Linked DNA regions of Sus scrofa: region 1 is linked to region 2. The links are chromatin contacts, called in public Hi-C maps. All regions are on one chromosome and are shown on one strand. The core of a region is the stretch at or near the end of the contact, and the rest is flanking DNA. Distances in the headings are between cores, read along the strand shown. Region 1 holds the start of CCDC18 (coiled-coil domain-containing protein 18). Region 2 holds the start of DR1 (protein Dr1).

The links. A called contact is a pair of places that touch in the nucleus more often than the background predicts.
Region 1: a contact with region 2 is called in a Hi-C map of skeletal muscle, with 6 times the contacts expected there. The contact joins the promoter of CCDC18 here to the promoter of DR1 in region 2. A contact is called at or near these places in 3 of 47 Hi-C or Micro-C datasets (liver, retroperitoneal adipose tissue and skeletal muscle).

What each region holds. Positions count from the first base shown.
Region 1 is chr4:124,007,429-124,011,651 of Sscrofa11.1, reverse strand. CCDC18 (coiled-coil domain-containing protein 18) reads left to right here and starts at 1,361. Exons shown (of 32, transcript XM_021090190.1): 1 at 1,361-1,484; 2 at 2,904-3,088. TMED5 (transmembrane p24 trafficking protein 5) reads right to left here and starts at 1,827. Exons shown (of 4, transcript NM_001243695.1): 1 at 1,482-1,827. The coding sequence starts at 1,661.
Region 2 is chr4:123,833,885-123,838,156 of Sscrofa11.1, reverse strand. DR1 (protein Dr1) reads left to right here and starts at 2,282. Exons shown (of 3, transcript XM_001928479.5): 1 at 2,282-3,271. The coding sequence starts at 3,052. It overlaps CCDC18 (coiled-coil domain-containing protein 18), which reads left to right. Exons shown (of 32, transcript XM_021090190.1): 32 at 1-576.

The DNA.
Region 1 (4,223 bases), core at 112-2,611, 170 kb before region 2:
ACCCTAGACTTTACAGTCTTAAAGGTCCAACAAAAACTCAACACTTGTAGTGTCCACTACATATTGCCCACTGCTAAAACACTCACACTATGCATTTTCAGAACTCTCTCTTCCTTCTGTTCCTTTTCTTGAAATGCCCCTTCTTTCTTGCATTCCTGCTTCACTTAAGCATCTTTCTAAATTCAAATTTATTCTTCTTCAGGAAACCTTTTCTGAAACCCCAGAGAAGAAGCCCTCCTCCCACAGCAGCTATACCATACCTTATTGATACTACTTGTTTATGAACCAGTAACCCTTAAATATTAAGATCCTTGAAAAGGGATCTTTCTTTTGTCCCCTCCCCTGTGTCCGTGCCTCCATTCACTCGTTACTGGCACAGGGTAACATGTAAAGTTCAGTAAATTAACTTTTCAACTGGACTGGAAATCAAGAAATGTTGAGTTCCAGCCCGTTTTGCTAACTATGTGACTTTAGATACTTTACTCTCTATGCCTACCTTATACATCTATATATAAATAATCTAATTCTAAAGTTCCTTCTGATGAAAATTCTAAATAACTTTTAAAAACTCTACATGTGACAATATCTGTTACTGAAAGATTCTCTATATCAACCATAGAAAATTAACATTAAAAATTAGGTAGCCTGTATAAAAATTGAAAGATGAACTACACCAAGGCTGCTGTTTTTTTTTTTTGTTTTTTTTTTTCCAGTGCTACCTAGAAACATCGAAATCAGCTGTACTGGAGCTAACAAGATTTCTCCTAAGAAAGTACCCTCTACCAGAATGACTACATAGATTAAGGTAACTCCCTGTAACATTATGTAGACACTAAAAAGAAAACAATATGGGAGAAACGCTTAGAATGCTGACGAAAAGTTATAAAGTTCTAATAAACAATTAGATCCTATTTGGTTTTTAAATGATGGTTATATAACGGAGAAGGCAATGTACCATTAAACACATCAGTAACTCCTTTCAAAATATCCTCAAATAAGATTTAGTGAAAAATCACAGGGTCACAATTCAAAAATCCTTGAAGAAGTAATGACAGCGTAGACTCACAAAGCCGGATTTGGGTGAGGATGGTGGAAGTGATTAAAAAAGTGTCATCGTCTCGTCCAATGATTAAGAAGAACGTGTATTAGACCTGTATTGTGAAATCCGCCGTACTGGAGCGTGTACTGGCTAGAAAAACCTCAGGTGAATTATAAAACACAAAGAAAAACCGCCGACATCACCGGGGCTGGCCTCCTTCCGACCGGAGGAAAGGGGAGAGGGCGGGAGTCGATTCTAGGTCCCGCCTAACTTCCCGGTCCCCGGCGCGGCCAGGACCTCGCCTCCGCGCCTGCGCAGAGCTGCCCGGCTCCCCCCGCGGCCCTCGCCTCACCCCCCGCGGCTCCCCGGCTTCCTACGCCGGTGAGAGGCGACGACGTGCGGCGGGGCGAACGGAAGGAGGCTGGCTGCCCTCTGCACCTACTTGGTACTCGATCTCCAGCGAGGCCTTCAGGGGCATGGGCTGGTAGAAACACTCCTTCTGGCCGGCGGGAAGGGTGAACGTGAAGTCGCTGTCCAAGGAGGGCGTGAAGCCGGCCGCCGCGGGCAGCAGCAGAGCGGCCCAGAGGACCCCCGGGAAGGGCAGCCGGATCTTGTCGCCCATGCCTGCCGGGGCGGTCTCGGGCCGGAAGAGGCGTGGGAAGGGTGGGCTAGTGACGCCTGCGCCCCGCTTCGCCTCCCCGGGCTCCTCGTGGGCGGCGGGGAAAGCTGGAGCCTGAAGGAGGTCCGGGAGCCGGCCGCGGTGGAGGCGTGCTCCTCGGACGAGGAAGCGCCGGCCTGGGGAGCGTAGGCGCTGAGGGCGGGGCCAGCAGTCCTTTTCCACACCCTCCTCGGTCTCGGCGCCTCCAGCCCCGCGGGAGCGCGGCCCGCTTGACTCCCAGAAGACCGCAGCCTCCCATGGCTGCCCTCACACCAATGGGCGTCGTGGCGGTAGCTGTGGGAAATGTAGTTCAGGGAGCGAGCTCGGCCTCGCTCGCAGACCACAATTCCCGACAGGCCTCGGGGCCCGCGCGGGGGCGGGGCTGCGGCGGGGCGTCGCCAACGGCTCCCGCGGCGGTTCGAACGCGACGCCGCCGGGGTTCGCTGGTGTCCCGCGTGCAGTGTCGGGGGTTCCACGCTCTGGGTCCGGGAGAGGGGCGAGGTTTCCGAGCGCAGACGGGTGCGCCGGCGTCGGTGGGTCTCCCAACTGCGGCTTGGGTGGCGAGCGGCCTGCCGGAGGGGGTTGTGTTCCTTCCCCTCTGGTCCCCTGAGGCGCTTCTCCTGGGCCTCGCCCTTGCGCTTGAGCTGCTGCTCTGCAGGGTTGTGTTTTAGGTGAAGAGAGATGGAAAAGCAAGCTGTCGAGTTTTCCTCCGCTTGTTCCAGATGAACGAAGGACGCGTTTGTGTCAGATTGAGCGTTCTTGTCACAGCACGGTGCCCTCTCGGGTCACGGCCCCCTTGCAAAACGGGGAAGCCTTTTCGACCCCAGTCTCTGGTTTTACATCCCGGGAGTGAAGTGAACACTTGTGCTTCGGGGCCGTGGGTGTGCGTGGATATAGCCACAAACGCACCGTTATTTGGGCCGAAAGGCGTCAAGGCCTGGAGGTAGCATGATGTGCTTTTCCAAGATAGACTTGAAGGGGGGCAGACGCTTTATTTGAAGACAATAGAGAGCTCAGTCTGAAAACGAAAATATATTTGAACTTCAGACGTTTTCATTGATAACTTCAGAAGGGTTAGAGAATTCTTACATTAAAATGTATACAAGATGTTGGACATAAACCTGACTTAGTTGAAACATAAAATCGAATAGCATTGTAGAATTTGCCCAAATTTTCTTTACCCTTTTTACCTTCACTATCCTGTAGGGAACTAGAGATATTGAAAAGAAAAAGCAGCATGGGGACCTGATCCATTGACTTTTGTTTGGGAGCGTCTGTTTAAGCGGAAGCAAATTTGTGGAAACCAAAGAGGAAAGAGGAGAGAAACATTTTCTCTGCTAAGATTATAATAGCAGTTCATTTAAGTTTCTGCCACAGTTCCCTCTAATAAGGTGAGAGTTTTCTTTTTAATCTTCCTCCCTACATCTCAGAAATTTTGAATGAGGAACAATTTGTCGTATTATTTCAGCTAGGTTAGGGGAAGGAAGGACACTTTGGTGATCATCATTTATTTATTCCCTGAAAATACTGAGTTTGTCTAAGCACCTTAGAGTCCTGCACAAGATAACAGAGGACTCCTAACCTTTTGGAGCTTGAGATGTGGTCAGAATTCTAGAAGGGTGATGAAAGAGATGCTTCAATGACAAAGGTAAATGGGATCTGAAAGAGAAATGTAATTTTAAGATTATGCAAAAAGATGTATAGGAGTAGTAGAGATTATCAAACTTTCATCTTAATTGTATTATTATTAATGATATGTTTTAATACACAATAACTACACGTTAATTATTAACAATAACATGTGGTACTTTATTGCACATTTTATGTGCACAAGTACTTAGTAGGGAATTTCACAACCCTAGAGATAACATCAGTTGAAACAAAAGCTTATCTTTATATGTTTCTATGAGTTAGCCCGCTACATGCCATTTTGATCTCTGGTTGTGATGTGAATATGAGTGTGTGGTTTTTAAATTTTATAGCCATAGAAAATGGGAAAAGGGGGTAACCTTTATCTGGTAATTACCTTTAAGAAAATGTGAATGACTGTAGTGATATCAGTCTTGTCAGATGTATAGAATTTGTAACCTGATTATGTATGTTCTATCAGTTTATATTGGAATTAATGTGTAATAAAATGAAAAGAATTTAATAAGAATAATTTAAAGATCTTTGGACCTGGGTTCAAATCTTGGTTCCACCATTTACACTTTGTGTGACCCTGAACAAGTTATTTGTTTCCTTCTTAGTTTCTTTATCTTTAACATGGAATAAAAATACTTGGTTTACACAAATGTTAGAAAGGTTAAAGGTGCTTAGAAAAGGGCAACTATGATCACTAGACCCGAGCTATAATGAAAAATTGATTCATTGAAATTTTATTGAATTCTCCATTATTGCTTTACACTATAGAGACATTGATTGTTGCTAGGTGTTTGGTTTTACTTTGTTTTAAATTACCATGAAATATTTTGCAACATTTGAAATAGAAAAATGAGTTAAGTTTTATTAGTGTGAGAATATTTT
Region 2 (4,272 bases), core at 1,033-3,532:
TACAAATTAACACATCTTAAGATTACTACAGAGTTAGCCTAACTCATCCTAAGAAACAGCTCTATTTTGTTTCTGTTCATATCATGAATTTTGGGATACCATGAAAAACATGTTTCATATACAAGCATTCTAAAACCCTTAAAGCTTATTAAAGAGATGCTATCCTTGTCTTTTCAAAAGTCTATTTATAATAGGGATCTACTGTTCTATAAGTGTTTAAATGTGGGCTCCAGATTAACATATTTCTCTGCTATTTATATTTAAAATTTCCCTCAGCCATACTACGTATGGGTTATCAGTGGCTGAAGACTACCCAGACCTGGTAAAGATGACAGCCATACCCCATCATTTATATAATAATTCATAATGTTAAAGGTGCTTTTACATACAGTCTCATTCGACTTTGTGTCTTCTGAGTTATGTAATATTTCCATTTCTGGTTGAGGAAAAAGGAGACTTGGAAGGTGGCCTGCCTAAAGTTACAAAAAACTGGGACTGGAACCTGTTTCTTTACTACACATTTCTTGCTTCTTTTACCACAGAACTCTGTAGTAATAAATTACTGGAGTAACAACATGTGTGCTCTACTGCTTTATGTATCATAACCCTACAAGCCTATGTAGCACAAATGTTATATGAAAAGGCAAAATTATCATTATTACATTTTTTTCAAGAATATTAAGTTTTGGGTCAGTGACAATGTGATCATTTCGGGGACCTTTTTTGCTAGCTAGCTTTTTCAGGCTTGCAAACTTGGTAAGCCCAAGATAAATTTAGGCAATAAAACCCTTTAATGCAACAGTACCTTGACGTACAAAAATACTTAATAGCCAACATCTGAGCCAAGAGTTTCACATTCCCACTTTAAAGAAAAACTTTATCAAATAAATTTTGTTTCGACTAAACTTAGTAACACTGAGAAAAAGGGTCTAAACTCCAGAAATTAAAAAACCTGCAAGTGTACTGGCGAAAATGCTAAATGAAAAATTTTTTTAAAAATGTAATTAAGGTCTCCTAAAGTGCTACACCTAGGATCATACACCAAAAGGTTTTAAGAAAACATTTCAAACAAGCCAGTTGCTGTCCAATCTAAGAACAATTTAGCTGATTAACTAAAGTGCCCAAACTCATGTAAACGGTATCTGGTTTGCCTTTTAGAAATTGCACCTCCCTATTTATAATATAGTCTGCTTCTTCAAAATGACAGTATGGCAAACTTAGCTTTTAGAAATAATGCAATTTTTCTTTTTTTTTTTTTTTTTTTGGTCTTTTTGTTGTTGTTGCTATTTCTTGGGCCGCTCCCGCGGCATATGGAGGTTCCCAGGCTAGGGGTCGAACCGGAGCTGTAGCCACCGGCCTACGCCAGAGACACAGCAACGCGGGATCCGAGCCGCGTCTGCAACCTACACCACAGCGCACGGCAACGCCAGATCGTTAACCCACTGAGCAAGGGCAGGGACCGAACCCGCAACCTCATGGTTCCTAGTCGGATTCGTTAACCACTGCGCCACGACGGGAACTCCTTTTTTTTTTTTTTTTTTTTTTTTTTGGTCTTTTTGTCTGTTGTTGCTATTTCTTGTGCAATTTTTCTTAAGAACTTGATACACGTTTGCAAAAAAAAAAAAAAAATCAGAGCCCACTCTTTTTCGCTTCATCGAAATCCAAAATGTCTAAATCGGAACCTTCTAATCTGGCTCATTGTAGACTAGGCGTTTCCACTACGATGGATCTTATTTCTAGTTTCCAGTTTAGGTATTAGCAGTGACCGCGAGGGAAAGTCACTTTTCTGAATGTTTCCCATAAAACCAGAAAATGGGTGGGGCGCCCGAGTTTCCACCCGAATAACGTCTATGAGGTACTATCCAAAGCGTCTTCCTGTGGACGATACAGACACACCGGGTTCTACTTCCCCCATACTGCACGGCCGAGCCCAGGCCTCCTTCCTCTTCCTTTCAATCTCAATTCGGGCGCTTTAGGATGAGCAACTAGAATTCTTTAAACGAAATCCAGCGCCCCTTTGTCTGCAAACTTGGCTAGGAATGGGTTCCGAGCCTCAGCGGGTTGAGAGGGCAGAGGCGGCTTTCCATCTTCGCCAGTCCACGCAGCCACCCCGGCCCGCGTCCGACGCCTGCCGGGGCGCTCCGGTACCGCGGGGCGCGCGCCCGGCCGCTACGGCCCCGGGAAGGGGCGGGACCCCAAGGCGCGTGCCGGGACCACGGAAAGCGGAAGCAGCTGGCGGGGAGGACGGGCGGTTCCCGCCGGCGCGGGTGGGGGAAGGGCTGCAGCCACACCCGGAAGTCGGGCTGGAGGGGGGGAAAACGTGTGGGGGCGAGACTTCCGGTAGCGCAAAGGGTATCGGGAGAGACTTCCAGCAAACCTTCTTCTGTGGCCTCTGGAGGGACCACCGTTACCGCGTCTTCGGCTTCCACGGTCTGCGTTCGGGCTGAACGGCCACAGCGGCCGCCCCTGCCGCTCGCCTGTGCCGGCTCTGTCCGTCTTCGTTCCCCGGCGGCCGCCCGGGTTCCAGCAGCGGCCGCGGCCGACATGTTGTGAGGCGGCGGCGCCGGTGTCTGAAGGATGGTTTGGCCGAGGCAGCGGCAGCGGCTGCTGGCGGCGGCAGCGGGGGCTCCGGCTCTGTAGAGCCCGGCCCGCTGGGTGTCCGCCCGGTACCGCGGCCAGGCCAGTGCCCCTGGACCTTGCCTCTGCTCCGGCGCCGTTGGGGACCGGTTAGGCGACAGCGCACGCCCCTCTGAGGAGGCACGAAGGTGGTTCTCCGGGCTTAGATTTCCGCACCACCTTGCTTTCCCTCGCTGACCTGGGCGGTGCTGTCCCCAGGATCCTCAGCCCCCAACTTTGTTCCCAGCCTCGCCCTGAATCTCACGCACGCGGGTGTTTCTTGCCCTCTTGACCCCCCCTTTATCTCCTGCACCCTATTCTCAGAGCGCCGCCGGGCTCACTCTCCGAGGCGCCCTTTTGAAAGAAGCTTCGTGGAGTGTGGACCAGAGCTGGGGAGTTTTTTACAAGTCGGGGCACGAGAGGTAGGAAGGTACGATGGCCTCCTCATCTGGCAACGACGATGATCTCACTATACCCAGAGCTGCTATTAATAAGATGATCAAAGAGACTCTGCCCAATGTCCGGGTGGCCAACGATGCCCGGGAGCTGGTGGTGAACTGCTGCACTGAATTCATTCACCTTGTATCTTCTGAAGCCAATGAGATTTGCAACAAATCGGAAAAGAAGACCATCTCGCCAGAGCACGTCATACAAGGTAAGTGGTCTCTGTGGGCTTTTGCTGCCGAAGAGGGGCCGGCCGGGGACGGCGTGCTCGTGGGCGACGCCGTCATGTCCCAGCCCTCAGGCTGGTCCTGGTGGCTTAGTGCTGGTCGCTGACAAGGCCCCGCGGGCGTGGGGGCAGCCGGCGCCTTCACATCCCCGTGGCGGGTTCTCGCCCTTTTCAAGCAGCGGATGGTGGAAGAGCTGCCCAGCGGCGGGGCCAGCTGGCGTGCCCCCGGCTCGAGCGGGAGGGGTGCTCTCAGTTTACAGCCGGGCCAGCCGAAGCGGCAGGAGTTTTGCCTGCCTGCGGTGGAACCCGGACGTGAGGAGCGAGAAGGAGCCTGCGGAAGGGGGACCGAGGGCGTGACAACGGAGAGGAACCCAGAAGCTGTCCCGCGGAGGCTCTGAATGCAGACGGGACCTTCATCCCCACCCGAGCCCTGCCCCAGGGTGGAGGGAAAGACGCGTGTTGAGAACGCGGGGAGAGTGGGAGGAACGTGGATGTTGAGCGCTGCGCGGTGGATTAGGGTTGGATGGAGAGAGTGTCTGTGTTCTCTGCTTTGAAAATGGTCCTGCCGGCCAGCAACAAGTTGCCAGAGCTCTCAAGTTCTATTCTGTAAGAAAAGGCACCCTTTCCTCTCCCTCCTCTCCTTTCCTTCTCTTTCCTTCCTTCCTTCCCTCCCTCCTTCCTTCCTTTTTCTTCTGCAACTTGCTTTGCTTTGTGGCGGTAGCTTTTCCAAGCTTGGATGGAAAGATTGTGAGGTTTTTTTTCGCGGGACATTCCGCTGCCCTTTCCTGCCGTCCTCCCCACTTGGATGTACACACGCAACCTTTTCTTGAGCAGCGCTTCTGGAAGTGTAACAGTTTCTTCTTTCTTCTCTTGGAAAGGATTTAGTTCAGTAATAGAGTTGGGGAACTGTATTCTGATGGTTCGTTTCAAAAATGAAGAGACATTCACTAATTATGTTTTAGGAATTACTTTCTGTGACTTGTACA